Linked DNA regions of Mus musculus: regions 2, 3, 4, 5, 6 and 7 are each linked to region 1. The links are chromatin contacts, called in public promoter capture Hi-C maps. All regions are on one chromosome and are shown on one strand. The core of a region is the stretch at or near the end of the contact, and the rest is flanking DNA. Distances in the headings are between cores, read along the strand shown. Region 1 holds the start of Trp53bp2 (transformation related protein 53 binding protein 2). Region 2 holds the start of Taf1a (TATA-box binding protein associated factor, RNA polymerase I, A). Region 3 holds the start of Mia3 (melanoma inhibitory activity 3). Region 4 holds the start of Ccdc121 (coiled-coil domain containing 121). Region 5 holds the start of Disp1 (dispatched RND transporter family member 1). Region 6 has its middle 12 kb from the start of Gm33669. Region 7 holds the start of Tlr5 (toll-like receptor 5).

What was found. Promoter capture Hi-C pulls out the DNA fragments that hold promoters and counts their contacts.
Region 2: a promoter capture Hi-C map of embryonic stem cells shows a contact between it and region 1, with 41 times the contacts expected there. The contact joins the promoter of Taf1a here to the promoter of Trp53bp2 in region 1. A contact is called at or near these places in 3 of 39 promoter capture datasets (embryonic stem cells, hippocampal neurons and liver) and 1 of 115 datasets of contacts at active chromatin or transcription factors (embryonic stem cells).
Region 3: a contact with region 1 is called in a promoter capture Hi-C map of liver, with 10 times the contacts expected there. The contact joins the promoter of Mia3 here to the promoter of Trp53bp2 in region 1. A contact is called at or near these places in 5 of 39 promoter capture datasets (embryonic stem cells, hippocampal neurons, liver and 1 more), 1 of 484 Hi-C or Micro-C datasets (embryonic stem cells) and 2 of 115 datasets of contacts at active chromatin or transcription factors (astrocytes and embryonic stem cells).
Region 4: a promoter capture Hi-C map of hippocampal neurons shows a contact between it and region 1, with 3 times the contacts expected there. The contact joins the promoter of Ccdc121 here to the promoter of Trp53bp2 in region 1. A contact is called at or near these places in 2 of 39 promoter capture datasets (embryonic stem cells and hippocampal neurons).
Region 5: a promoter capture Hi-C map of embryonic stem cells shows a contact between it and region 1, with 13 times the contacts expected there. The contact joins the promoter of Disp1 here to the promoter of Trp53bp2 in region 1. A contact is called at or near these places in 6 of 39 promoter capture datasets (the 3T3-L1 cell line, the C10 cell line, embryonic stem cells and 3 more) and 3 of 115 datasets of contacts at active chromatin or transcription factors (astrocytes, pancreatic cancer cells and pro-B cells).
Region 6: a contact with region 1 is called in a promoter capture Hi-C map of embryonic stem cells, with 7 times the contacts expected there. The contact joins the enhancer-like site here to the promoter of Trp53bp2 in region 1. A contact is called at or near these places in 4 of 39 promoter capture datasets (the 3T3-L1 cell line, the C10 cell line, embryonic stem cells and 1 more) and 4 of 115 datasets of contacts at active chromatin or transcription factors (bone marrow-derived macrophages, embryonic stem cells, memory CD8 T cells and 1 more).
Region 7: a contact with region 1 is called in a promoter capture Hi-C map of embryonic stem cells, with 31 times the contacts expected there. The contact joins the promoter of Tlr5 here to the promoter of Trp53bp2 in region 1. A contact is called at or near these places in 6 of 39 promoter capture datasets (the 3T3-L1 cell line, embryonic stem cells, hippocampal neurons and 2 more), 2 of 115 datasets of contacts at active chromatin or transcription factors (bone marrow-derived macrophages and embryonic stem cells) and 1 of 9 other capture datasets (embryonic stem cells).

The regions. Positions count from the first base shown.
Region 1 is chr1:182,407,743-182,410,557 of GRCm38.p6, forward strand. It overlaps Trp53bp2 (transformation related protein 53 binding protein 2), which reads left to right and starts at 1,425. Exons shown (of 18, transcript NM_173378.2): 1 at 1,425-1,708. The coding sequence starts at 1,682.
Region 2 is chr1:183,387,654-183,390,468 of GRCm38.p6, forward strand. It overlaps Taf1a (TATA-box binding protein associated factor, RNA polymerase I, A), which reads left to right and starts at 1,332. Exons shown (of 11, transcript NM_001277959.1): 1 at 1,332-1,505.
Region 3 is chr1:183,368,191-183,371,005 of GRCm38.p6, forward strand. It overlaps Mia3 (melanoma inhibitory activity 3), which reads right to left and starts at 1,375. Exons shown (of 26, transcript NM_177389.3): 1 at 1,207-1,375. The coding sequence starts at 1,339.
Region 4 is chr1:181,509,965-181,512,779 of GRCm38.p6, forward strand. It overlaps Ccdc121 (coiled-coil domain containing 121), which reads right to left and starts at 1,487. Exons shown (of 1, transcript NM_207280.3): 1 at 1-1,487. The coding sequence starts at 1,421. The coding sequence ends at 450.
Region 5 is chr1:183,220,113-183,222,927 of GRCm38.p6, forward strand. It overlaps Disp1 (dispatched RND transporter family member 1), which reads right to left and starts at 1,417. Exons shown (of 10, transcript NM_026866.3): 1 at 1,211-1,417.
Region 6 is chr1:181,865,293-181,868,107 of GRCm38.p6, forward strand. No RefSeq gene overlaps it. Among named protein-coding and RNA genes, the nearest start is that of Gm33669, 12 kb to the right of the region's middle. Within about 2 kb of position 1,394, at least 87 of the 459 cell types and tissues checked have an H3K27ac peak or open chromatin away from gene starts, as enhancers often do. A contact at or near this core is called in embryonic stem cells and memory CD8 T cells, where this site is marked.
Region 7 is chr1:182,953,332-182,956,146 of GRCm38.p6, forward strand. It overlaps Tlr5 (toll-like receptor 5), which reads left to right and starts at 1,457. Exons shown (of 4, transcript NM_016928.3): 1 at 1,457-1,551.

The DNA of each region.
Region 1 (2,815 bases), core at 175-2,674:
CTTTTATTTGTTGTTTATTTATTTGGAGACAGAGCATGTAGCCCAGGCTGGCCTCAGACTCTTGATACGTCCTGCCTCAGCCTTCTAGTGCTGGGACGACAAACAATAAGTGCTCATTCTTTCTGTTGTGCTTTGTATTAAAACCAGGAGTTTATTCATGTTAAACACTCTATCACTAAACTATGTCTGACTCCAGGGACCCCCCCCCCCCCGTTTACATTTTGAGACCTATTCTGCTAAAGCTGCCCTGGGAACCCTTAAATTTGGGATTTTCCTGCCTCAGCATTCTGAGTACCTGGGGATATAGATCTGTGCCACACACAGGTCAATTTATATTTAATTTTTATAAAAGTGTCATTTGAGGTAAGGTCTTACTCTTTCAGCTCAGGCTGGCCTGGAACTCACTGCAATTCTCCTGGCTCAGCCTCCCAAGCGCTGAGATTACTAGTGCACGCTACCACATTCAGCTGGCTCCATTCTTGAAGCTGTATACATTCTGGTGCTTCATTTCATTTCGTTTTGGGGACTCTTCTGTCCTCTGATTCCAAATGAGCTTGCACGGGTTACTTGACGTGAAATGAGCTTCGTGGAGTTAGTGTTCCTGAAGCCTATGTCTCTCTGGATAATGGACTCGACTATCTGCCTCCCTATCAAAGCGAACTACTGCCAATTTCCCAGCGTGAGCTTCGACGGCTCCAAAAAATGGTCCTTGTGTTAAAAGTGTTTACAGGTCGTGATGAGCTGAAGAGCGCCCCAGAAAGCTGTTTTTACCCATTTTCAAATCCTTTGAGCGTGCTGTTCAAAACACAGGGAACCCCCCCACTTCTCAACACTGAAGGGCTTTTCCCTTCTTACATTATAGAAGTAACAGGCCATTCAGAGGGGGGTCTTGGACATCGCCTGAGGGATGAGGACAAATCCGAGAGCGCCTTCTGTCAGGAACGTGCTCCGGCCCGGCGGACTCGCAGGTCTCCATCTTGTGGGGCGCTCGGATCCCTCAGGGCGCCCTGAGTCAGGTGTGTGAGGCGGCGCCGCCCAGGCCCCTCGGCGTCCGGCGCCTTGTGGCTGGTTCATGGTTCCTAAGGCAAAGGGCTCAACTCTCTTGAGCAACTCGGAACCGCCAAGGAGGTGAGGGACACAGCCCTGGGCTCCATCCCCGCGTTTTACGATTATTGTTCTCCTGCGGCGCCGCCCTCCCGTGCCTTGGCTCCGCCTGGAGGCGCGTTCAGGAGCAGCTCCGCCGCCTGCATCTTCCTCCCTCGGAGCAAAGGTTCCCGCCCCCTCTGGCACCGCCCCCAGCATCTGCGCATGCGCCTTCGCCGCCCGGTTGGCGCTCCGCTCCCCCTTACCTCAAGCCTTGGGGCGCGCCGCGGGCGGGGCTTCGTGGGGGGCGGGGCCAGCGCGCCTCGGTGGGGGCCCGGCCGGGATTAGTTGGTTTCGGCGAGAAGGAGGAGGAGGAGGTGGGAGTCGCGAGCGCCGAGACAAAGCCGCGTCCCGGAGACGGGCGAGGGGATTGGGCCCCGGACTCGGTGGCGTCCCGGTCCGCTGAGGGGACTCCAGCGCCGCTGCCTCGCAACAGGTCGGCCGCCGGGCGCGCGGCCTCGTTCTCGCTTGGCTTCCCCGGGCCCGCGACCCTCGGGTCACTTCTGCTCGGCCAGGCCGCCGCCAGACCCCCGCTTCCATGCGGTTCGGGTCCAAAATGATGCCGGTAAGCGGGTGGGCGTGCTGGGGCCCGGAAGTGTACAGGGCGGGGGGGCCGGGTCAGCGGAGCCGGTGGAGCTTCGGGCTTCGAGGCTCTGAGGCTCCGTCCCTCTGGGTCCCCGCGACGGTCGCGATGCTGCCCCGCAGGCAGTGCGGCAGCCCGGGCCGCTGCTCCAAACTTTGCTTCTCGGATGAGACCTTTGGGGAAGCTTGTTTTGAAGGTCAAGAGCCGGGGAACCTTGTTCTTAGCCTATTTCTTTGAATTGTTTTGAGGCTTTTTACTGAAGTGAAGCATAGCGCTTGAAAAGGCTTGCCTTTCTTTTTCTTTCTGCCAGTTTTTTTTTTTTTTAACTTGAATTTCGATCTGATGTTGGTGATAGCAGCCATGTCACCCTATCTATCTCTTTGTGGAAACAGGTTTTAGTAAATGCAGCCTTGAAAGTTTTAGTTCAGAGGAAAACTTCAGTGCCCCGCTCCCCCAGCTTTTTTTCTGCAAGACCTCTAAGAAAGATGAGTGAATTCTTTTGGCATCTGACTTGGCCAGCGTCACAGGTGACTTGCAGGTTGAATGGAGGTGTTTCTGAAAAGCCCCCTTAGCAAGCACAAGATCTGACTGGTTATGGTGGCTCCTGCAGCCGTGTATTTATTTCCTCGTGGGTGTTGTATTTGTTCTCCTCTCAAGCAGGATTAATCGCAGTCAACCTAAGTCCTTTTTTAAAAAATAATTTTTATATATTCTTTGAAAGGTCACGTATTTTAGCCATATCCATCCCTAAACCCCTCATCAACTCACGTTCTTATCGCATCACTTGTTTAAGAAAACAAAACGATAAAAACTTAAAACAACTTAATTTTTTTGCTTTTATAAAATCCAAGAAAGAGTGTTAAAATTTGTGTTTCAATGTTCTATTTTGTTTTGGTTTTTTTGTAATTACACGTGCAGAATATACTATACTGTCTCTTTGCCCCTTTGCGTTGTGGAGGGTGTTCCTAAATTTTTCTAGGTTGGACACATATATAATATTTTGGTTATTAGGTTATTAGGTGGCTTGGGATGGTTACAATTGCTAAGAGTCAAGAAATTTGGAATTACTAGCATTTTGTAACTAATGGT
Region 2 (2,815 bases), core at 82-2,581, 980 kb after region 1:
CACCCCTTTTTTGAGACAGGGTTTCTCTGTGTAGCCCTGGCTGTCCTGGAACTCCCTCTGTGGACCAGGCTGGCCTCGAACTCAGAAATCTGCCTGCCTCCCTCCCTCCTGAGTGTTGGGATTAAAGGCACGCACCACTACTGCTAGTATTTTCCCCCATTTTTATGAGCATGACCAAAATCAGCTGAGTCATTTTGATAAATCAAGATTCCAGATGACAAGCTAATCATTATCTTGGTGTGTGTGTGTGTGACTGCCCCTCCTTTGTCACATAGTTTAGCTTTGCCTGTAGTTAGGAGTATAGGTTTAAAGGCCCAGGCATAGAGGCACATGCCTTTAATCCCAGCACTTGGAAGCCAGACTGATTTCTGGGTTGAGGCCATCCTGGTCTACAGACTAAGTTCTAGGACAGCTAGGGCAATGCTGAAACATGGTCTTAGAAACAAAAATAAAACAAAACAAAAACTCAGCAACAAAAAGAAACAGTAAGGGCAAAGACACAAAGAACTGTATAAATAACTTTTCTCTAGTGCCTATGAGCACTGCATACTGTTTACATAGAAAACACGGAATAAAATACCCATCGCATTAAAAAAAAAAAAACAACTCTTCATACAAAGTCTTTTTATAGACCCTTAGGTTTCTATGATACTCGGATTCTGTTCTCGAGCAGTAAATTCAAAGTTCCAGAGGAGTCCATGCCATCACTTATGCAGCCTTCAGTACGTTCTTTTTTATTTTAGTTCCAATAACTTTAAAGTTGTCTTCCTGTAGCTTTTACTCATTAATGCGTGTTTTCACCACTGGTGCCAGTCTGTTCATTTAACGGATCAGCCCTTGAAAATACATCTGCCATTCTCCATGGTCCTTTTCAAAGGCTTAACAATTCCACTATCTACCTCCAGAATTAACACATGGCTGTGAATGTCTCTCATGAAAGTGGGATCCAGACCCATCCCTACAACAATCCACGTTGAAAAGGAAAAAGATTCTTGCTCAAACTGTGAGGCAGGAAGTCACTTAAATCAGATGCTAGCAGCAACTGGGATCGGCTATGCGTTCCCTTGTCACACTCGACTTTGCGATGGAAATCTTCCAATTTCGTTAAGGCTCAGGCTAAATTGTCAATCTGGGCCAAACCAATGGGGAGGCGGAAGTCAACATCCACTTCCGGGCCTCGTCCGGAAGCCTCTTCAGAGCTGGATAGGCTCTGCATCTTTCCCACAGGTAACGCTCCTGTGGGGGCGTGGCCACGCATGCGCACTACCTGAATGCCCACCAGGCTGGTTCTGCGCAAGCTCCCAGGAAGCGCTCGTTAACTGCTTCCGGACAGGGTTTTCCGGGGCGGCGAACAACGTGGAGTCGGGCGACTCTGGAGCTTGGATTTAGCGGCTCGCGGGCTCCGTACGCCTTGCGCTTTCAGTGAAACAGGAAAAGGTGTGTGAGCCTCCTGCTTGTTCCTTCTGCGGTTTCCTCTTGACTTTGTGCTCCTGGGCTCTGAGACCGTAAGTTACAGAGATCGTGAACTTTTGGTTACCGTGGCAACAGCCACCACGCCAACCTTCCCCAGGCCAGTTTGAGTCTTTGAGGGCCAAGGAAGGATTTGCGTTGTCTCCTTACCGTGTGTGGTAAGGTCGATTTCTAATTCAGGTGCTATTTCAAACTTTTTCGCGGAACGGCTGAGATTGATTTTTTTTAAAGGCCTAATCTGGATTTAAGGCGGAGAAACAAAATTTGAGGCTGGCCAACTCTTTGGGAGATGGGTCAGCAGGTAGTGGCAATTACTGTCAAGCCGGGTGAGTTCGATCCCCGGATCTACACAGTTGAAGGACCCCTCTAGATGATTCTCTGACCTCCACGCGTGCGCCGTGGCTTCTTCCGACAATAAACAAAGTGTAATATTAAAAAAAGAAATCGTACCGGGCGGTGGTTGCGCACGCCTTTAATCCCAGTACTTGGGAGGCAGAGGCAGGCGGATTCCTGAGTTCGAGGCCAGCCTGTCTACAGAGTGAGTTCCAGGACAGCCAGGGCTACACAGAGAAACCCTGTCTCGGAAAAAAACAAAACAAAACACCCCCAAAAAGAAAAGAAAGAAATCGTTTGTCAGCAGGCTTCAGGTTCGATCTCTAGCACCGCAGAAAACAAAGAAAGCAACGCCAGTTGATAAGGGTGAGGGTACCGAACTAGGGTGATGCTGTGGGATTGCAGAAGGGAGGGACGCGTTCAGTGGAATTCGTAGCTTCAGTATTTGATGGATACGCAGAACAAGGGTCTTGAGCATTTTGACATTTAAATCCATGTCCAGTGGCATGTAGCTGCTTTTGTCGAGTCATTTCTTTGCCATGGGCCGCTGCCGACCCCCTTACGTTTTTTGTCATACCGGCTCGTCTGTGTGCTTTGTGTTTCCCAGACTTTTGTCTTCACCGTTTCTCAGTCCTAACTTGGAAGGAAATACGGTTGCTGCTATGATTATCTTAGATAACTTATGGGCTATTTATGTGGTTAAGTTCCGAATACATACTAGCAACTGCTGCTACTGTACGTGCGTGTTATATATTCTTTTTTTTTTTTTAAGATTTATTTATTTATTATATGTAAGTACACTGTAGCTGTCTTCAGACACTCCAGAAGAGGGCGTCAGATCTTGTTACAGATGGTTGTGAGCCACCATGTGGTTGCTGGGATTTGAACTCCGGACCTTCGGAAGAGCAGTCGGGTGCTCTTACCCACTGAGCCATCTCACCAGCCCCGTGTGTTATATATTCTTAAGCTTCTTTCTGTAGCTCGAGTTTTTTACTTTGCAATTAAGGATGTT
Region 3 (2,815 bases), core at 125-2,624, 960 kb after region 1:
ACCTTCGCTGTTTATTTACAGTGGCCCTGGGTTACAGCTAGGACCTAGAATCTCAGCGACATAAATTACAGGCGCCCCTTTTTTTTCTTTAATGGTATTGGAGTAAACCATTCAAGTTATGCATTTTGCTTTTTCCTTTTTTTTTTCATAACACCAATTGAAATACAAATGGCTAACCTGCACTCTTCTTAGTCTTTTAGAATGAATACTTTTCTGAATGGACTGCTGTGATTTGTGAAGGACATCGTCAGTGAGTTACAGTTTCTGGAAACCAACCTAAAAACAGTATTATTCTGGGTAGGAGTAAGTCCCAGCAACATAGGGAACTAAGGAAAGGGCTGGACGGGTTCCTGAGACCCTTGGAGTATTTATTATCACCGTTACAGTAGTAGCCCTCTTCTAATCCTAACCTTCCCCATGGCCCACCTCCAACCCTGGCACCTCCAACCTAGGACTAGGGCGCGACTGCGCACAGAGAAGGCGGCTGCGGTTCTCAGGTAGTGACAGGTGCAGTAACTTGGCTGGTTAAAGAACGAAAGATTTTGACCTTCCCGCAGCCCTGCTTGGGAGCTGGCAAAAGGCTTCTATGCAAAAGAGCGACGGGACTGAAGGAGAAAACCGGGGAGACCACAGAATGCACTGCTTGCTTGGCCTCGGGATTCATCCCAAACCTAAACTCCAGTTCCTCTGGTTCCAAAGATGATGTGAGCTGGTCCCAATGCAGCCAAGAGGGCAGCGCCGAGGTGCCTTCTGGAGGAACCCCGCCGTCAATCGGCCGCTAGGATTGCGCCCCAGATCTCTAAGCGCGTGGATCTCGGTCTTGAGTGGACCCAGGTCCCCGCGGCCGGCGTTAAAACGCTCTTGGCTGCAGCATGGGGCGCCCAGGATGCGGGGGCGAGCCACCCCATCACCCTGGGAGCCCAAGGGGAGTGCGGGGATAAGGAAGCAGAGAGCAGCACCCTGGAAACCCGGCTGGGTCTGCGGCGCCCCCCGGCAGGGTCAGAGGAGCAGAGAGCAAATCCGGCAACAAGTGGTAGGCACGGCCTCTATGGCAGGGCTAGCCGGGCGATAGCCGAGTAAAGCGTACCAGCGCGGGCTCCGCGGGCCTGCGACCCCCTAGGCCAGGTGCCGGCTGTGGGACTCCGACCCGCGCAGCCACCGCAGCCACCCGGGAACCGGCCGCCCGCCCCGCCACCCCGGACTCACTGCTGCACTCTTCGTCCCCGCACACTTTGAGGTCCGAGAAACGCCGTCCGTGGCTGAGATCCGACTGGCCCGGGACCCACCAGAGCGCCCCCAGCACGAACAGCCAGAAGAGCAGCCCCGGCGCCGCAGCCATGTTGTGGCCACCGCGGGCCCGGGTGACGCGGAGGCCGCCGGCGGGCGGTGTCGGGGGCGGGGCAGGAGCGGGCGGTGCCGGGGGAGGCGCCCAAGAGGCGGGCTGCTGCGAGTGACACGTCAGCAAGGGCTCAGCAAGGGATGCGCGGTGACTTGGAGGAGGCCTTGGCGTCCCTCCCGAACTGCTACCTTGACGACCGTCAGAGGCACCTTCCCCTCGCCCAATCGCAAGCCTCGACTCGGGCGCCTTCACAGACGACCCTCCGCGTCACCAGGTTCGTCACTCCGCATCTCAGCGCCATCCCAACAGGTTTTTCGTCTTCCTCCTACAGCTTCGGATTTCTGGTCCATGCTAAACAGCCATCTCTCTCCATCACTTCTTCCAACTACCGCTTTTAGTTCTGAACCGCCAAGTCCCACACAGGACTGGACACAGTGTGTAACTGATCCATGCACAACCCCCGACCCTAACACACACACTTCAAACTCCATGGGGTTCTTTGGGACCTCCATGGCTCTCTTTTAGTTCAGTGGAGTAGTGGGTGAGACAGTAAATTAGAAAGTGTCATCCTTTAAGGAGAGGGGTGGTGGACAGTGATCCTCTGCCCACGATCTTCAGATTCCTGTCGCTGTCCATAAAGGACATAAGAACATAAAGTCATTTAGTCTAGCACCAACGTGTTCAGCTTCCATCTCCTTTGACAGAACTGTAGGCCAGACCCACTCCGTGGCACACCCGAATGCCCTCATGTTGCCAATAGCTACTGTCTCAATGTTCTCCTTAAGCTTCCTTATAACTCCGTATTTCCAAGTAACATGCAATGGCTTTACCACAGACTGCCCTGTCTCTCTGTCCCTTTATCCTGTTTCCTGGCTTTCTTCCCCTCTTCTGTTAGGTTCACTCAAATAGAGCAGCCCACTCCTCCCACCCCTCAAATAACTCTATAGGAGCTATTGTTTATGTGGTGCTGGAGTCTGGGCGTGCTCACCGACAGTGCTGAGCTACATCCCCACTCTAACTTGTTTTGTTTCCGCTTGTTCTTCATTGCCTAGGGAGGTACCCGGGTCTTGTGATGTGCTCAACAACAATCTGCTGCATGAACCACAGTCCCGATGTAAACACACACACACACACACACACACACACACACACAGACTCCATGGAGTTCTTTCAGACCTCTAGTGCTCTCCCCACAGCAGCATCCTCAACACCAAATCTGCAGATACGTTTATTGTTAGATGGGGACATATCTGTCAGAGCGACTACATTCTCACCCCACTGTTTCCTGTTGTTCTGGGTGCCACCGGGGTATGAAAGCACACCAAAGTAATTTAAACGTCTTCTTATGTCTACAGAATAGAATTAAATAACATTCCATTGGTAGAAAAAGACGGATAAAATAGCATGAGATATTGATTTAAATATACTTTTACATACAGGGCCAATGTTCCTATTACTGAAGAATAGTACGCTGTT
Region 4 (2,815 bases), core at 237-2,736, 900 kb before region 1:
TTCAACAAAAACAGTTCATCACAAATGCAAACCTGAAACCCTTCTAAACCAACAAACCCCTACAATTTAAAATAAGATTCTTATTTGCTTCAAATGGCCCAAAATACATAGAACATGTAAGCTATACACTATACTTTGTGGACTGCAGAGTACACATTAAGAAAAAAAAAGTGTGGTAAAATACATGTCTTAACTAGGTACTCTGAGAATTTCAAATGCTACTATAAAAATGGGTGGTATAACCCGTTAAAAAGTTTTCCAAGTGTTCTAAATCTCCGGAATCTACAACAGCCCCAGGGACACAGACAGTGAGGATGTGGGTCCCAGACAAGGAGCACGACCCCATGCTGCAACAACTGCCCTTCCTGAAAGTGTGTTTCTATTTTCCACGAAGGATACTTTTTGGCTTGTAGATTATTCCCTGCGCCTCAATTCAGTTGCAGTAGCTGTTACTTTGAACTTGCTTTTGATTTGGTGCTCAGCATGGTCTTTGAAGCTCTCTGTTCCTTGAGGCGTGGGTTATGACCACGATGATGGCGCTCGCGTTCTGCCTGCAGCCGCTGCCGCCCTCTGGTCAAGGCTTCTAGGTACCACTGCTGCTCCTTCGCCAGCTGCCGGTGCTTTTCCAGCTGGCTCCTCACAGCATCCAACCTGCCGTACTCCTGGCTCAGTTGCTGAAGCTCCTTGCGTAGCTGCTGGTTCTCCCTGTGGAGACTGCCACAGAACTCAGAATGAGCCTGCTTGGCTGCTAGCGCCAAGGCCTTGTACTTCCTCGTAAGCCCCGTGGTGTTGATCTGCCCCAGCTCCATCAGATGCCACTCTTGCAGCTCCTTCTCCATCAGTGCCTTTTCCCGCAGGAACTGGAAGTGCGCCTCCCGGTCCTTGGTCGCAGTCTCACTTCGGACTTTCTCTTGCTCCTTCTCCAAGGTCTGTATTTTCACGTCCTGGCCCTCCTTTATCTTGTAAACTGGCTTCAGTGCCTGCAACTGCTGCTTCAAATCCTTCTGGGTCTTTCTGCCCTGCAGGAGCTGGGCTTGAAGAGCTGCGTTTCTCTGGTTGTATCTGGATGCCAATTCTTGTCTCTCGCGTTCTATCTCGCCACATTCTTGGACGTACTGCTTCCACAGCTCCTCCTGTTTCTTCTCACACTGTTCCTTATTTTTACGCAGGTATTCCATGAAAAGCTGGTTTTCAGCCTGCACACGGTATTTTTCCTCTAGTAGCTGCCTGCTGTCCTTCAGCAGCCTTTCCCGCCGGCATTTGGTTTCTTGGATTTGCTGGCTCAGCTCCTTCATCGCCACCACTGTCTTCCTTTTTACCCGTTTCTCCAAGCTCGTTAGCAACTTTGGCTTGAGATATGTATTTAGAATAGTAAGGTGTGGTGTTGGCGGGGGTGCATCTCCAGGGCTCTGGGCAAGCATACTCCTTGAATCCCCAGGTCAAGGAGAGTGACTGCAAGAGAGCATGGGATGGTGGTTTGTTGTTTCAGGGCACAGAGTCCTGAGCAAATGTTCCCAAGGTTTCTCCCTCTGGTGGTCAAGGCGACCAAGCGACACTCAGCCTGCCAGGAAGTCAGAGCAGGTCAGAGGCTGTCCAGGGCTTTTCTGACTCTCTTTCCTTTTTGTTAAACAGTCACACTGTTTGTTGTCCAAACCAGTGCCAGGAAGTCCAGACAGGTGTCAGAACAGCATATGTCCTCCCTTCATAACGAGGAGGGTAGAGAAAACAGACCTGCTTGACTTTTAGAGTTTGTCAACATACTCAGCCTGGATTCCAAGTCCGGGCCTCACCACGCAGTGCATGAGGTGGCTGAAGCTGAGAGGGGTTTTAGGCCAGGCCTGTATGAGCACCGATGACCCAGCACCAGTAAAGTCCATATAGAACATCTAAGGTGATTTAGGACAATCATCACTCAAGATTTCTGAACCAGGGGTAAGAGTCCAGAGAATTGGTTTCTGTGGATATATGACTGCAGTTTTAAGGACTACCCGCTAATTGCCTTCTCCCCACTCACAAAGAAACCCTCTGTCCAATCCTCAGAAAGCTCTGAGCCTAAGTGGGGGTCCTTCAGATGCTAAGGTGGCTAAAAGGCCTACCCAGCCTCTGGCAATCGACTGTGCATGGAATGTCCATGTCTTCTGCCTTCTCTTGGTGTGTATAGTCTACATCAGGGTGTCGGGGGCTCTTTCTGCAGACCCAGTTCCTAGTGGGGCCAAAGTTAAGGGCGACTGCAGAGTCTTCTGTATGCTGTTCAGTGTCTCAATCCTTGAATACAGATAAGATCTCTTAGAGTTCATGAAAGGATGTGGAAGCTCTAAGAAGTAACATCTTCGTCCAGGACTATAGGTAGTTGGATCTGTCGGGCCCCCTGACCCCTGACCCCTGACCCCCGACCCCTTTGGCTCCCTTGGCAAGACTGTTATACTCTCCCAGAGAGTGATTCCCTAACTGCCCAAGGATTCTTCCAGTGATGGTTTCCCAGACTGCTCCCTTGAGATTCTGATTTGGGTGTTTTGGAGAGGAAAGAGGGATCTGGGGTTAATGCAATGATTCTTGCCATCAGAGTTTGACAAACACAGCGGTCATATCCCCTCACACCACAGCTCCCCTCACCCCATGGCCCCAAGCTGGAACTCAGCCTGTGCCGGATGCCTTGAAGATATGAAACCACGGGGCTTCTATAATCACTGTCCCCATGAAATCTAAATATAAGAAGACACAATGCCCATGTTGGGTAATAGCTCTGCTTCTATAGGCTCTGCCTTGATTTCCTGGAGATTCAGGATGTGAGACACAGACGAGTGCCCATAACTGG
Region 5 (2,815 bases), core at 167-2,666, 810 kb after region 1:
TCTTCCAGAGGACCTCAGTTTGCTTCCTAGCACCCACATGGCAGGCAGCCCACAACTCTAGAGACAGGCACTGTGATGCCCTCTTCTGGTTTCTGAGAACAACAGGCCCACATGTGGTGCCCAGACATACATGCAGGCAATAACACCCATACACATAAAAACAAACAACTTAAAAAAGAAATGAAGAGATGCAAAAAGAAATCAACCCAACAGTTAGCCCCATGACTTCAGAAGACTGCCTTCAATGTCTTCATTAATATGTTAAAGCACTATGTTAGGTGCATCCTGCATTACATCAGCTGTGCCACCCAACAAACCGTTCTTATAATAACTTGTCTCACTGCAGCACAAATCTCAAGTAAGTCAGTGAGATACCGGGTTATGGATAAATGCACAGTGCTTTCTGGTTTGTTTGTATGTTTGTATTTGTTTCTTCAAGTAGTTCAGGTCAGACCACCAAGTAAGATGTAAGTTACCAGTACTGGCAAATACCGGGGGATAAAATTAAGATTGTAACTCTTGGGAAGGGAAACACTTGAAGCAATCAGTATACACCAGCCTCCATCAGTGACAGTACTCTGGCTTTGCCTAGTTATGCTCAGTGTGTGGCAAGAATCCAATCTATTTAACATCTAAAAATGTGTCACCCCATTGAGAAGCAAACAGTAAGTCATAAAGTGCAAACATGAAGGTGCAAGCTTTGTCCAGATACTTACAAGCTCACTCCACGACAAAGGAAGTGGGACAACCTGAACTCCGCAAGGTAGAGAAGAGTCTAAAATGAAAACTTCAGTGGGCTTGCTTGTCTGAATCAAAGACCTAAAGTCCTATTAGTCTGACAAAGCCTGAACGGGAGCTAAGTGAGTAAGAGTTCAGGTTTTCCCTACGAATGTTGGGTATTCCCCTCCGAAGACCACTGGAAGAGGGGAGAAGTCTTAAGAGAAAGAAAGCAATGTATTGCAAAGAAAGCAATGCTGAGCATGCAAGCCTTGGCTGCTCATCTCGCAGATGAGTTAGGTCAAGACGTCCTTCTCATCTTTAACCCCGAGGGTGAAAAGAGCTGCCTCTGGAGCGTCTCCCTGCAAGCCCCCCAAGGCCATCTCGGGCCACCTTCCCTACGAGCCTGGGGACGCGGACACACCCCCATGGAAGATGTCACCTCGGCCTCCTCAGCCCCTCGCAGCCACCCTCCGCCGCCAGCCGTCCTCACCCCGAGATCCCTGCTCTCCCGCCGCGCCGACTCCCGCGTGCCTCCTCGGCCTCCCCGGACCGCGGGGACGCAGCGCCGAGAAGCATCCACACCGACCACGGGCGTCCGGGACACTGAGGCTCCGAACTCTGCTCCAGCCGGAGCTCGCGGATCCTGGCCCGGAGCCGCGCTTCCGCCTGGCGCGGGCCGCGGTCGCCAGCGGGACCGGAAGTCCCGCCTCCGGCTATGGGCCCAGGCCTCCTGCTACTCAAAGCCGCTGCAGCTGGGCTGGGGTGCAGAGGCACATGCATCTCCTGTCTCCGTCTTAGCTGTCACTTAGCCAGTCTACAAATGCTGGGCCAGGTGTCCACTAGATGACTCTGAGACCGACCTCTGAGCCCACATTCTGGTTGAAAGTTGAGCTAAACAAAAGCAGTAGCTAATCAGACACCGCGAAGGACTATGTTTTATTTAATTCATTCAGACTGTTTCTTTTCTCCATCACTCATGAAACAAGAAAATGGTAGACGGAGAACCACACCTTGACACACTGTCTAGTTATCTTTAGCTCTTGTTTTTTGTTAAAACCTACTTTCATGTCAGGACTCTAAGGATAACTAAGAGGCATTGAAGTCAAGGCTGGGGACTCTTGTATCTCCTTATCCTTCACAATGTAGCAATTTTGAATAATTCTCTTTTTCTGCTTTTTACTATTAATTTGGGTCCTTTAATTGGCTTACTGAGGATAGGTGGCTGAACCTGGTGTGTTGGAGCACAGGCTGTAACCCTACAAGAAGCACAATTTGTTGTAACACAGCAGTGCTGTGGGAATGGTATGGTGTGTAGAGTTGAGCAAGAAGACGGACTATAAATAACAATTTCAGTTGAGACTGAATTAAAGAACAAATAAGAGTTAAAGTAGGCAAGGACATGCATAGCAGTATACCAGAAAGTAAGAGCCTGTCTTGTTCAGGCAACTGCATAGAAGTACAGTCAATTAAAGTCCAAGACCTCAAAGGCAAGAAAAAAACATAGACAAGACCAGATGTTGCTGTACTTTCGTAGTGGTTTGTAGATTTGGCCCCCCCAAAGATTCGTGTTTGAATGCATGGCCCACAGGGATTGATACTATTAGAAGATATGTCATTGTTAGAAAAGGTGTGGCCTTGTTGGAGGACATGTGTCACTGTAGGGGTGGGCTTTGAGGACTCCTAGTGCTCAAGCTCTGCCCAGGATGGAAGAAAGGCAAAATGCAGAACCCTCAGCTCCTTTACCAGCACCATGTCTGCCTGGCTGCTGCCATGTTTCCTGCCATGACGATAATGGACTGAACCTCTGAAACTCTAAGCCAGCCCCAATTAAATGTTTGCCTTGGTCCTAGTGTCTATTCACAGCAATGGAACCCTAACTAAGACAACTTTATACCAAATATTTTAGCTTCAAATTTCATACAACAGAGTCAATGGAGTCACCATTAGAATAGACAAAACAGCGGATCCTGGGGTTGCCCAGAGTGACTGTCCTAGCTAACAAAGAAAAGAAAAACCTGAGACTGGGCGTTTTAGCTCAATGATCATGGTATGTACCAACTCGCATGAGGCCCTGGGCTTGCTATCCAGCATCCTA
Region 6 (2,815 bases), core at 144-2,643, 540 kb before region 1:
TGGGGAGTTGAGGCAGGGGTGGGGATGAGGTCTGTGGAGCTTGGCTACTCTGCCAGGGCCCCACCCCCACCCCCACCGCTGCAAACCCTGCAGTGTGGGTGCTCTTGCTGTTCTGAGGTCAGAGCTATCAGGCTCAGACTGGTTCATACTGCAGAGCCGGGCCTCAGTTTGTGTTCTCCTCACAGTTTGGCTCCTTTGAGCCTCTCAGAGCTCAAGGGCCATGGTCTGAGAATGAGATGTGCTAGGGAACTCAGCAGAACAGCTGGCCACTGATGGAGTCAGAGGGTGGGCATAGACTACACCAAGAGAGCCAGAGCCAGGCAAAAGCCAGCAGGCGCCGGGACTGTGAGGATCAGAGAAGTCAGGATCTGTACAACTAAGGTCAGGACCAGGCTGGGGACAGGTTCTCTACACCCTTGCCACACTCCAGGTGTGTCAAAGGTGTGTCTCCCAGAGGCGGTGCTGTCTCTAATGCTGCCTGTCCGGCCTTCAGCAGCAAGCTTCAGTTCCCCTCCTGGGGTATTGCCACAGCCACCCAGTCACCCTTTCTCATCTGTGTACGAGAAACAACATTTTTTAGAAGTTTCATTGAACATGGTGAGCAGGCTTGGTGTTCACCATGTGGCAACACATGGAGGATCGTAAACTGAGAAAGAGAACATACAGGAAAAGATTGACACAGAGATGGCCTCCCAGGACACACACCCAGTAACCCACTTCCTCCAACTGGGCCCCACTCCTGCCCCTTACCCTTCCTAGTAAGGCTACATATTATGAACCAAGAGATCATAGTCATCCGATAGCCCAGAGCCTCGAGGATTTAGTCACCCTGAAGTTACCTCTCAGACACACCCGGGGGTGCTTTATCAATCCGGGTGTTTCTTAATCCAATCCAGCTGACAAGATTCATCACCATAGTCTCCTAACTAGCCCTCCGCTCCTGCCCTCACCACGCAAGCCTTCCGTGCAGCCAAAGAGTGGCTTTTTCTTTTTAAATCCTAAGCAAGGTTTTGTCATTTCTCTGCTCGAGTCCTCCTGTGGCTCCTCCCCTTTCCCAGTCCCGTGTATATACACATATACACATATACACATATACACATATACACATATACACATATATACACCCTGCAGTGTCTGCCCTCCTCCCTCTGTGCACTCTGTACACCTGCGGCTAAGCACCACAGCGTCCTTGTGGCTGAGGACCCTCTGCACACTCACTTAACTCTCTACTAAGAATTGTATTCTGGGCTGAAGAGATGGCTCAGCAAGAATTGGCCCAAACACTGTAGTTTGTGGGGGTTGGAATAAGAATGGCCCCCCAGAGGTTCATCCCTTTGAATGCTTAGTCATCAGGGCAAGGCGCTGTTTGAGAAAGTTTAGTTGTGGCTTTTTTAGAGTAGGCGTGACTTTGTTAGAGGAGGTGTGTCACTGAGGGTCAGGCTTTGAGGTTTGAAAAGCCCATGCTAGGCCCAGTTCTCTCCCCCTCCCCCCCCTCCCCTCCTCTCCTCCCTTCCCTTCCCTTTCCCCTCCCCCTTCTCTCCCCCTCCCCCTTTCTCTTCCCCTCCCCCCTCCCCCCTCCTCCCCTCTCTTGGCCTAGATCAGAATGCAGCTCTCAGCTACTGCTACAGCACCATGTCTGCCTGCATGCTGCTATGATGTCATGATGACAGTGGACTAGACATCTGAACCTGTAAGCCAGCCCCAATTAAATGCTTGCTTTTATAAGGTCTGCCTTGGTCATGGTGTCTCTTCACATCAATAGAACACTGAGCAAGACACTATTCTTGCAGGGAACCCACATCAGCTGTTTCATAGCTGTCTGCAACTCCAGCGCCAGAAGAATCTAACGCCCCCTTCTGGCCTCTAAAGGAACCTACATTCAAAGAGCACAAACCAATGCACAGACATATACATAGTTAATACAATAAAATCTTTAAAGAATTTCAATTCAATGCCAGTCTTACTTCCTTTCCTGTCCCTTGTAGCACTTTCCAGCAGGTAGGAAGGCAGACAGGATTCACAGACAGACAGATACTATCTCTTGCATGCTGTTCAGTGTTTCCAGGTAGGAGCCATAGCATCTGGTATCTGTTTTGTTCTCTCTTTCATCCCTAGCTCTATAGTGAAGGGCATAAGGAATTAACAAGTTCAGACTCTAGTCCAGATTGCACGATGAGATGAGGTACCCCTGAGTGGCTTGCTGCCCTTTCTTCATAAGAGCGTGGTTGTGGTAACACCCCTTGAGCAGCAAGCACAGATGTGAATCTCCAACAGCTGAACCTGGTCGTCTTTTATTTGTTCTAGTTTAGGTCTTTTATATAGGGTCTCACTGTGTAACCCTAGCTGACCTCAATTCACAGCCCTCCATCTCTACCCCTGGGAGTGCTGGGATGCCCAGCAAACTTGGCCATCATTTGGAGACCATACTTGAGACTCCTCTCATAAGACAGGCCAGTCCTCCTAGAACCTTTAAGTTAAAAAATGTTTTGTTGGAATTATAGCTGCCAGGAATTCCAAGGCCCCTCCCCCTCTTGTCCCCAGATGGGGAGACCAGAAGACAAAACAGGGACAAGTTTCTGAGAGCTACATCCACCCAAAATAAGATATACCTGACCCATCTACACTGGGGTCCAAGAGAAGCTATGGCCCATAACTGGCCCAGGACTCGAGCTGTCACAGTGTAGACTGTGGCCACTTCTGGGCCTCTATTTGAAAAATTCTCTGGGAATCCCATTCTGGGTGCATAGACCTTCTCTGGTTCCCAGGCAACAGGGCTCCCACAGGGGCTTATCATGATAGAGTGAGGGCTTTCAGG
Region 7 (2,815 bases), core at 207-2,706, 550 kb after region 1:
GCAGTTCCATCCCTCTGCACTCAGCTTTCGAGAGCCACTTGAGGCAACTTGTCACATGGGCTTCAAGCTGCCAGCCGAGGAGGGAGCTGAGAAGACTGTATAATGAGATCTTCCTTGGTAATTAAGTGCTGGGCTTTGTTTTAACCTATCTCTCCTGCCCTGCTTGATCATATCACCTAGCTGTCAGGCCACGCTGGAGAGTGTGAATCAACCTGGGATTACACCCCAGCTGCAAGAGGCAGCTGTCAGCTTTTGCCCAACCTCCATGCGACCCCAGTCTTACTGCAGACTGTGACACTTCTGTCCTTGAACTGGGTTTCACCCCCAGAAAGCGACTGACTTCGCCACCTTCCTATACAAATCCCTTCCTTTTAACACTCCTGCAGCAGCAGGCTCCTGACTTTTCTTTCCTTCAGCATGTCCCTTTCCAGAAAGCAGATCAACTCTCAACCCCACAACACCCCGCCCCCTCCTCCTAGGAGCAGGTGGAGGGTGGGAAGGAAAAGGGAAGTGAAGCCAGAAGGGCTCACAGGCCGGAAAGCTCTTGCGTTCTCTGAGGGAAATCACAACTTCCTTCCCTGGCCTTCAGTCACAGGCAGTAGCCTTTGCTGATCCAAATCTGACCTTCAGATATTTAGTATGGGGCAGGGGGTATAGTGCTTGTGGAAGCATGAGGACCAGAGTTCAATCCCTAACACACAAGTAAAGTCCACAGGCATGGTGATGGTACCTGCCTGTAACCCCAGTGCTGGGGAGGTAGAGCATCCAGTATCCCTGGGGCTTGTTAACCAGCTTAGCATTTTTGGTGAGTTCCAGGCCAGTGGGAGATCCTGTCTCAATAACTCAATAAACAAGATAGACAGCTCCTGATGAATGATGTGCATGTGTGGGCGTGTACACACACACACACACACACACACACACACACACACACACACACCTTCAATAGTTAAAATAGAAGGCGTAGCCAAGTAGTAGAGGGCAAAATGACAGCCAGCTTCACCCCTCAGCATCATATCTTCAAGATTTGGCACAGATCAAAGAGCACAGGCAAGAACAGAAGTAACTGCCCCGATCAGGACTTGCTGCGCTGGCCGTGTGTACAGTGCATCAGGATAGGATCTAGGCCGCCTTCCCTGGGTCAGTGCAGGCCTATGTTATCTCGATGGACAGTTAGGGGTAGCTACAAAAATCACAACAGGCCCTCTGCCTCCTGTGCTGGGCTCCATGATAGCCAATACCTACCGTCTGCCCCAGCTCTACTTTCTTTCCTACCTCAGTTACAAGGTCATTGCAGCAGAGATAGAGGTCTCCTCCCTGGCAAGAAAGCAGAGAGGTACCTAGGCTGAGGTACTTTGCCCAGAACTCAGAAAAGACAAGCATGGTCCACAGAGAAAGCCTGATCAAGAGTTGTGGGCGGGGCTCCAGCAGCGGGCGGTGTTTCCCTCTCCTCCCCGCTCTCCTGCTTTCCCGAGCCCAGCGGCAGCTTTGGTGCCTGGAGCCGAGTGAGGTCAGTCCTGGAGCCTGTGTTGTGGGAATCCCGCTTGGGAGGTGAGAGCCTTGTAGTTGCAAGGGGTCCAGCAGGGGGTTCCCTGAGACCGGAAGGGGCCCGGGACGTTGCTGGACACGTTAGTGCCCCCGCCCCTCTCTCTTCCTCCTGGCTTCGTCCTGAACCCTTTCAACTCTCTTTCCTGCCTGTGCTCTCTGCCACTCAGTGCCACGGAAACTGGGGTCCCTCGGCCCAGCGAGCTGAGAGTAAGCAGAGTGCCCAGCGGGACAATTCTAGGATTGACAAGTCACTTGCATGCTGGCTTTGGGACAAGGTTCCCTAGTTCTCTCTTCTGGCTTTCACCTTTGGCCCCACCCTCTGGAAGAGACAGGTATTTAACGCGCGCGGAGTCCGTTCTCTTGCTGTCTTCCTTGGAAAGAGGAAGTCGACAGTCACCATCAATTGAGCTATGGACACCTTAAAAAGACACTGCAGTCAGTGAAGTCCTTGGACACCCTCCGGGGCAGGGAGAAGTAGGGCAGCTGGCCCCGAGGCTGTGAAGAAAGAACTCCATCAGCCTTTGGCAATTACAGCCATTACAGTCATGGCTCTGCTCCGTAAACCACCACGGCTGGAATAGTGGTTGTTTCCTGAAGTGGGGTGGTTGGTTGTCTTGGGAGAGAGAAAGTCTCCCCAGGAAGGCTGCTGAGACCTTGAGGAATGGGAATGCATGGGGATTGCTTTCTCCCATTGGTGGGCTAGCCTTGTAATTAGCTAGTGTCTGGAACACGGCAGTCTAGCGCTGTGCGGCATGGGCCTGCAGCTTAACCGCAGGGCCTTTTATGAAGTGTTATTGAGGGTTAACCCCCTCAAGCACATGAACAATGCATTCCTCCTGTCCCGTACCTGGAAGGGGGTGTGGATGCTGACCTGCCACTGTCACACACATGTGGCTTGGTCTCTTTCCTCTGCCTTTCCTCAGAGGACACAACTCTGAATAGTTTGTTCAAGGTGTGTAGATCTTGACTCTGTTCACCTTATTCTTTGGGGGCAGAAACCAATCGTGAGGAACATCCAGCATGCTATGCAGTCAGGAGGGAACCCTGGGTTCTGCTATGCTAAATGCTTAGCCTTTCACATTGTGGTAGGATTCTTGGGGTGCCCCCGACGAGGGGTCCAGGCCAACGTTAATGATGGGGCGGTACAAGAAGAGTCCCTATTATAGTAATCAGGATGACTTAGTTCATTCATATGGGCTTGATGGACATCCTGGAAGACACTTCCATCCTAATTGATGGCCCAGGTTCACTCTCTTCTATCCTTTGC